Regions from separate parts of the Mus musculus genome. Here regions 2 and 3 are each linked to region 1. A link is a contact called in public Hi-C and Micro-C data. All regions are on one chromosome and are shown on one strand. The core of a region is the stretch at or near the end of the contact, and the rest is flanking DNA. Distances in the headings are between cores, read along the strand shown.

The links. Hi-C and Micro-C count contacts between places; a contact is called where the count stands out from the background.
Region 2: a contact with region 1 is called in a Hi-C map of embryonic stem cells, with 10 times the contacts expected there. A contact is called at or near these places in 5 of 484 Hi-C or Micro-C datasets (all in embryonic stem cells), 2 of 130 datasets of targeted methods (both in embryonic stem cells) and 1 of 9 other capture datasets (embryonic tail).
Region 3: a Micro-C map of embryonic stem cells shows a contact between it and region 1, with 21 times the contacts expected there. A contact is called at or near these places in 1 of 39 promoter capture datasets (embryonic stem cells) and 5 of 484 Hi-C or Micro-C datasets (all in embryonic stem cells).

Annotation. Positions count from the first base shown.
Region 1 is chr19:16,872,544-16,875,091 of GRCm38.p6, reverse strand. Foxb2 (forkhead box B2) reads left to right here and starts at 1,262. Exons shown (of 1, transcript NM_008023.2): 1 at 1,262-2,548. The coding sequence starts at 1,452.
Region 2 is chr19:25,609,256-25,611,803 of GRCm38.p6, reverse strand. Dmrt3 (doublesex and mab-3 related transcription factor 3) reads right to left here and starts at 1,267. Exons shown (of 2, transcript NM_177360.3): 1 at 537-1,267. The coding sequence starts at 1,005.
Region 3 is chr19:24,899,752-24,902,299 of GRCm38.p6, reverse strand. It overlaps Foxd4 (forkhead box D4), which reads left to right and starts at 1,284. Exons shown (of 1, transcript NM_008022.3): 1 at 1,284-2,548. The coding sequence starts at 1,466.

The sequences.
Region 1 (2,548 bases), core at 13-2,512:
CTCGCTGAACCTGCCAAAAAATGGGCCGATCTGTAGGCCCCAGCTCTTCTTTCTATTGGTTTCCACTTACAACCCTCTGGGCGTCTCTGTTTCTCCAAGAGAAAAGGAGCTGGAGACAAAGGTGCTCCAAACTGGAGACCTAAATGGCTAGGCCACCGGGAAACTAAGGGAGAGTGGGTGAAAAGACTGAATGATAAAGGGAGAGAGCTATGCAAGACCTGACGGGTGAGAAAGCAGTGCCGTGCCCCCTTGCTGTGGAACAGCAGACCCCCACAACTAGACAGTGACCCCTTCTCAGTGGTCAGACGGCTGAAGCCTGGGCTGGCAAGCGGGAAGTGAAAGCGAAGGGTCGGGGTGACCAGTGGAAATGGAGAAGGGGCGGAGACGAGAAATTGTGCCTTCTTGCCCCTTCTTCAGCAAAAGAAGAGGCTGTGGAGGCGGCGGCGGCGGAGTCCCTCAGCCTCGGTCATGTGATAGTCTCGAAGCGCAAGCTGCAGGGGTCTCGGCGTCTCGGGGACCATTACAAAACGCAGCCAGGAGAGCGCGTCGCTGCCACAGCAGCGCGTCTTCTCAAAACCCGCGGGGCAGAGCGGCTGCAGCTGCAGCTCAGACGGCTGTTCGGACCGGGCGAGCCGGGTCCTAGCCTGTCTACGCAGACGCCCCCTGCAGCCTGCGGCTAGCTCCGGGAGTTCTGACACCGTCCCCTCCATAGAGCCTGACGGTGGGCGCCGCTGCTGTAGACAGCACCAAACTTTTTTCTTGGAACCACCACCTAGAGCTCGGTGCCTCTTCCATTTTCAGCTTGCCTGCAGATCTCCTGAAAAAAGAGGGTACGTACGTACAGTAGCGGATAGGAAAGTGCGCGCTCCCTCTCTCTCTTCTTACCCTGTCTACCCCTTTTTGTAAGATTTGAACTCCAGCGCGGACAGACCCAGTACCAGGTCAGCTTCCAGGGTCGAAAGATCGGTCACCAGTGGCCTCGGGACAGCTAGTGTGGACTCGAGCTTAAAAAGCCAGTCTTCATTATCCAGTTGGTTTGATCTGAGCTGCCTTTGTACCGATAAAGGGAAAAGAGACCAAAAAGAAACTCATTCCACAGCCTTTCGCTCCAGAGCTCAAGTCTAGTCATCCAAGAGGAGGACGAGACGGAGAAAAGCAAGGTAAAGCTGGCGAGTCTCTCTGGCTACTGTGAGGGCCTGCCCACGACAGTCAAGACCAGAAGTTGTGAGCGCCATAAAACTGTATTGGCTCAAAAAGCCAATTGCGGGGACCCGGGGCAGCTCCCCGAAGGAGGAGGACCAAGGCAAAAGGGGTCTGGGGACCAAGAAAGCTGGGGATCAGGCTGCGCAGGTGGAGAGAGAATTAGTGGGGACACTTAAGCCTGGTATCCGGCTTTCCGAGAGGCGTTAAGGCCCACTGTGGGCCGGACGGAAGTGGAAGAGCCTGGGAAGATGCCACGGCCAGGGAAGAGTTCCTACAGCGACCAAAAGCCGCCCTACTCTTACATCTCACTGACCGCCATGGCCATCCAGCATTCGGCTGAGAAGATGCTGCCTCTGAGCGACATCTACAAGTTCATCATGGAGCGCTTCCCCTACTACCGCGAGCACACGCAGCGCTGGCAGAACAGCCTGCGCCACAACCTCTCCTTCAACGACTGTTTCATCAAGATCCCTCGGAGGCCGGACCAACCCGGTAAGGGCAGCTTCTGGGCGCTACACCCTGACTGCGGTGACATGTTCGAGAACGGCAGCTTCCTGCGGCGCCGCAAGCGCTTCAAGGTGCTACGCGCAGACCACGCTCACCTACACTCAGGAAGCAGCAAGGGCGCGCCCGGCACGGGGCCAGGAGGTCACCTGCATCCCCACCATCCCCACCACGCACACCACCACCACCACCATCACCACCACGCCGCACACCATCACCACCATCACCACCCGCCGCAGCCGCCCCCGCCGCCGCCGCCGCACATGGTGCCCTATTTCCACCAGCAGCCGGCTCCGGCTCCGCAGCCTCCACACCTCCCGTCGCAGCCCGCGCAGCAGCCACAGCCGCAGTCGCAGCCTCCGCAGACGTCCCATCCCGGCAAGATGCAGGAGGCGGCGGCCGTGGCGGCGGCCGCAGCAGCGGCGGCGGCCGCAGCGGTGGGCAGCGTGGGGCGTCTGTCTCAGTTCCCACCCTACGGGCTGGGCTCGGCCGCCGCCGCCGCCGCTGCAGCCGCCGCGTCCACCACAGGCTTCAAACATCCGTTCGCCATAGAGAACATCATCGGGCGGGACTACAAGGGCGTGCTGCAGGCTGGAGGGTTGCCTTTGGCGTCGGTCATGCACCACTTGGGCTACCCCGTGCCGGGCCAGCTCAGCAATGTTGTCGGCTCCGTGTGGCCTCATGTTGGCGTGATGGATTCGGTAGCCGCGGCTGCCGCTGCTGCCGCCGCAGCTGGGGTCCCGGTAGGCCCGGAGTATGGGGCATTCGGGGTGCCAGTCAAGGCTCTGTGCCACTCGGCAAACCAGAGCCTGCCAGCTGTACCGGTGCCCATCAAGCCCAC
Region 2 (2,548 bases), core at 18-2,517, 8.7 Mb before region 1:
AGGCCTCTTAGCCTGGCTAAAAAAAACAAAACGACTCCTAGTTCCTTTAAGTAAGAGACAAAACGCCTGTTCCGGACCAAGCCAAGAATCACCTAGAAACAGCAAAGCACTGGGCCCTGACTGCTAGCCAGCACCTACTTACCCCCTCGCTCCAAGTGAGAGCCCCCACCCGTCTAAAACCCGCAGCCCGGATAACCCTCCTCATTGTGGTGTGTTTAAAGTCGGTCTTCCCCAAGACATCATTTTATTTTTAAAATTGACCTGCTATGTTCCCTTTCAACCCGGGGAAAGCCTCTGACGATAGGGACACAGCCAGGCGATCTGGTTGGCCCCTCTGGCGGGCTCCTGGGTTCCATCGGCTTCAGACTCTCGAGACCCCCTTTCCGGGAGAGTAAGAACCGGTGCCTGGTGGGGGTGGGGCAGGTCCAACCAGGTCCACTTCCCACAAACTTGTCTTCGGCCTTCCCCCACGATCCCGAAGAGCCCTCGAAGCTCCCTCATTCGGAGCGCGACCCCAGCGCCGCAGACGCTCTCACCTGGTTTAGCAAGCTGCGCTGGCAGCGTCCCGGGCTGGGGCTCCGCGACCCAGCGCAGCGCGGCGGCCGCGGCCAACTCCGCGGTGGGACGAGGCGGCGCGGGCGGCTGGGACGCTTGGGAGGCTGGCGACGACTGCGAGGCGGTAGCGGCGGTGGCCGCAGCGTCCCCCGGCGGCGGGGGCCCTGGCAGAGCCCGCAGCGAGTCCGGGATGAGGCTCTCCAGGCTCTCGTTGGCCTGCTGCCTGCGCAGCGCCACCTGCGCCGCCATCACCCGCTGCCGCTCGATGATCAGGATGCACTTCTCGCAGGTGCAGTCCTTGAAGCGACAGTAGCGCTTGTGGCCCTTGAGCCAGGACAGCACCCCGTGGTTCCGGCAGCGCGCGCACTTGGGCGTGCGCTGCAAGGGCGCCCGCGGCGGCTGCGACACCGGGCCGCCCATGTACAGGTAGGGGGAGCCGTAGCCGTTCATGCCCAGGGCTCCCCCCGGCCGGCGGCGGGAGCTGGAGCACAGAGCTCGGAGGCCCGCTCTCGGGAGGCCCCGGAAGGTCCGCGGCGGCCGGAGCTACGGCAGCAGTCTCCCCGGCTCCGATGGCGCTCGCAGCCCGCCGGTACCCACGCGTGCCGCCTCTCTGCCCGCCGCTCTCGGGGCGCAGGCTCCACCCGCAGGTCCTCCCACGCTGAGGCTCTCCAGCAGCTGCAAGGAGCCGGGGAGAGCTCTGATTACGGTCTGAGCCACTTCCTTCCCTGGTCCCTTCCTCGCAGACTGGACCCAGCACCTCCTCCGCCACCCTCCCCCCCCAGTCCCTCCTCCCTCCCGCCGCCACCCCCCCCCCAATCGGGGTCCCAGCCTCCTTGCGCTCCCCACGCGCTTTCCTCCTCCCTGGCAGGCACCCCTCGGGTTCCTGCACCTCACCTTCCCCGCCACCTGCAGCCTGGCCTCTCAGGCGGGGGCGCTCACAGCCCCCTCTGCCAAGCGCTCTGTTACCCCTTCCTGAGCCGGGAGGGACTGCGCCGCTGCGGTACCGCGGGAGCGCTGGGCGGACCGGGTGTGGGGCGGGGGACGATGGGGAGGGGGGTGGGTGTTTGTAAGCCAGCCGGCAGGCCTCTCCCCTACCCTCTCACGTCGCTCCAGCACTGGCCTCGAAGCACTGAGCCCTAGACCGCTTTCCTTCCCACCCTTGGCCTCAGCCATTCGGAGCTTGCGAGGGAATTGAGGGTACTCCGCAGGTCGGCCCCGGGAGAACCGGGTTTCAAGAACCGGAAAGTCTCCACCTGGCAAGAGGAATCAAAAGAGGGGTAGTAGTGATTCGGGAATTCTTCGCTTGGTTTTGCAATCTAGTTTCTTTTTCATTGCTACAGAAGAAAAATGAGTATTTTTTTTTTTAATCTGTCAGGCTTCAGGAAGACAACTCGTTTTATAGGGTAACTTCAATTTTCTACTTAACCTCCTCTTGTCTTTAAAATAAACAATCTCTGCCTTGAATGACCTCTCTGCCTTGGACTGCCAAGTGCTCTCTTGGATGTTTTTCTTAAGCACTGTTTAAACTTTCCGAGGGTGTAGGGAGAAGACACATTAGTGGCCCCAAAGTTACCTGGTATTTTGTTCACGCAAAGGCCACTGAATCAGCCAAGGTCCGGAATTGCCCAGTTCAAATCCCCACAGACGCTGTGTTTTACTTAAGAATAAGGAATAGACCCTACTCGTAACAATCTTTGCGTGACGATGAAGAGTCTCCTGTATAACCTTAGACTGCATAAGCCTTTTTTTTTTACAGCATAAATTTCGTTTATACTCTTTGCTTGTTTTCAGTATTGGTTTGTCCAATGTCGAGTATTACTACGTACGTGTAGAGAAGGCTGCCTTTTTTCACTCAACCAAGAAAACAACCGAACAAAAATCAAGGCATAAAGTAGGCTCAGGACCGCTTTAACAACTCAGTGGGAAGGAGCCAACGGAAGTCCCGGACGGTCTTTTAGCGGCCCCTGGGAACGTGCGCTCCGCTTCTTACTGT
Region 3 (2,548 bases), core at 35-2,534, 8.0 Mb before region 1:
AACCCTCCACAGAGCAATGCAGCTTAACTCAAAGGCTGGCAAGGGAGCTGCTCTCCAAAAGATGCTAACTTCTTTAAACTACTTTAATCCCAAAGGCGATGAGCTATTTTTGGTAGTCAGTTTCTGATTTCTCAATAAAGGTCACAATCACAAACATAAACGTTGAAGGTGGCACAACTTTCATCCTTTCCTAGTGCATCTTTTTAGATTTCACCTTCCCAATTCCCCCAATATGTACTTTGTATTTTGCTATGCAATCCCTATTTATGTAACAGACATACTCTACCATATTGTTACTTTAGCTGCTGGGCTAACTCACATGAAACCAATCTAAAAGCTTAGGTACTCCAAAGCCTTCAAGCAAGTCCTGGGGTCCCTGTCCTGCTCTGCAGTGTGGATGCCTTACCATGGACCTCTGGACTATCTAGTGTCAGGGACACTGCAACCCCGCCCTTCCTCGATTTATTGTTATTACCACAGTAAAGCACTTGTGTTTCTGGATGGATGTTCGGGTTGGGGGGAGGGGTAGGGGACAAAGCCAAGCAGGTAGATGCACTCATATAGTGAGGGCATTCCTTTCTTTATAAAATTACTTTGGGGGAAACAGTATTTGTGTAGTGAAATCAATGTAGTTGGTAAAGACAACGAAGGAAAAGAAGATGAAGATACCAGTTGCCTCTGTGGTGCTAGTGTGTTGCTTTCTGAAGCCTCTTCTAGGCATCCCTGTCTGAACGTGAAAAAATAATTTGCACCTTTGCTCCGCTGGCTAAATAGTAAAAGAAGCTGGAGGAAAAGAGACTAAGAAAATACTTTTTTTTTTTTTCCTTTTAAAGTCCACACTGAACTTCCACAGTTTATGCTAGGATGCTTTAGTTTTTAGGGAAATCGAGTCACGGGATTATTTGGTGAAGTTTACGAGGAGGGAAGGAGCCATTTCTCTGGAATGGGGGCATATAGCTTTAAGTCAGTGTGCCATTCTGTTTGAGATACATCTCATTACTCGCCAAAGTCAGTACTGGGAAGGTCTAAATGTCGACGTGGTCCCACATCGTCGTTGTGTATCATGTTTTCCCTCTTGATTTTTATTTGTGCAGCTTTAGAGAAACATCAACAGAGCCCGCACAATGTCAGAGCACTTTGGCTGATTAAACCATCCTCCGTAGTGGATGGTTGTGAAGAGGAGGGACCAAGGACCCCCCATCATTGGACCGCGTCAGGAGGACGTGGCTCCAGCCCGAGGAACGGCAAAGAAGGATATATAGCTGCGCACTTCTCAGAGAAACTTAAAACACCAAGTGCTCCTTGCCAAAGGGTGTTAGAAAGAAAAAGCAGAAAAGAACAAGGAAGCCTAACCTAGGAGCGCTCCAGTTTCCCAGCAGACTCATCCTTGCTAACTCACCCATCCCAAACCAGGTGAGCTGCCCCCACGTCCGTCCCCTCCTCTCCCTCTTCCCTCCTATCCTCCATGAACTCAGCAAGAGCTGGGCACCTTCGTTCCACTCCACCGCCCAGTCCTCTAAGTTCCGACCAGGATGAGGTGGAGATCGACGTGCTGGCAGAGGAGGAAGATGGAGATCAGACGGAAGAAGAGGATGACGAGGAGGAGAGCCATAAGTGCCTGGAGCGATCCCTGCAGAGGCCCGGAGCCCGCACTCTTGCAGGGAGGAGCGCGGGGGACTGCGGCGATCTGAGTAACTCCTCCGGGTTCCTCCGCAAGTTCCGAGCACCACGGACCCCGGCGACCACCACAGCCGACGGCCCGCAGCCCGCCAAACCCCCGTACTCCTACATCGCGCTCATCACCATGGCCATCCTGCAGAGCCCGCACAAGCGCCTGACGCTCAGCGGTATCTGCGCCTTCATCAGCGGCCGCTTCCCCTATTACCGCCGTAAGTTCCCCGCCTGGCAGAACAGCATCCGCCACAACCTGTCGCTCAACGACTGCTTCGTCAAGATCCCTCGCGAGCCGGGCCACCCGGGCAAGGGCAACTATTGGAGCCTGGACCCCGCCTCCCAGGACATGTTCGACAACGGCAGCTTCCTCCGGCGCAGGAAGCGCTTCAAGCGCCACCACCCGCCCTCGGGAGGCCACCCGCACTGCCCTTTCCCTCCACCCGCTGTGCCCGCCACCCTGCACGTCTCCCAGCCCAGCCTCCTGCTCCGCTACTCTGCCCCACCACAGCCTAACCTCGCAGCTCATCCCGCTGCCCCGCCTCGGAGTCACCCGTGCGCCCCGCTGCATCCGCATCCCATGCGCTACCTGCTGCTCGCGGCCCCGGCCTATGGCGACAACCCTAGAAAAGCGGAAGGCGCGGACCCCGCCACCCCCTTAGCCATTCCCGCGCTGCAGCCCGTACTGGGTTCCCAGCCTTGGGAGAGAGACCAGAGCTCTGGAACTCGGTCCGGACGCGGGTGCGCTTCGTTCACCATCGAGAGCATCATGCAGGGGGTTACAGGAGGAGGAACTGGGTCTGCGCAGAGTCCGTCCTTTGCTCCGTGGAGCTACTGCCACCTGCTGCAACATCCACCGTGCCTGCTGCACCCCCAG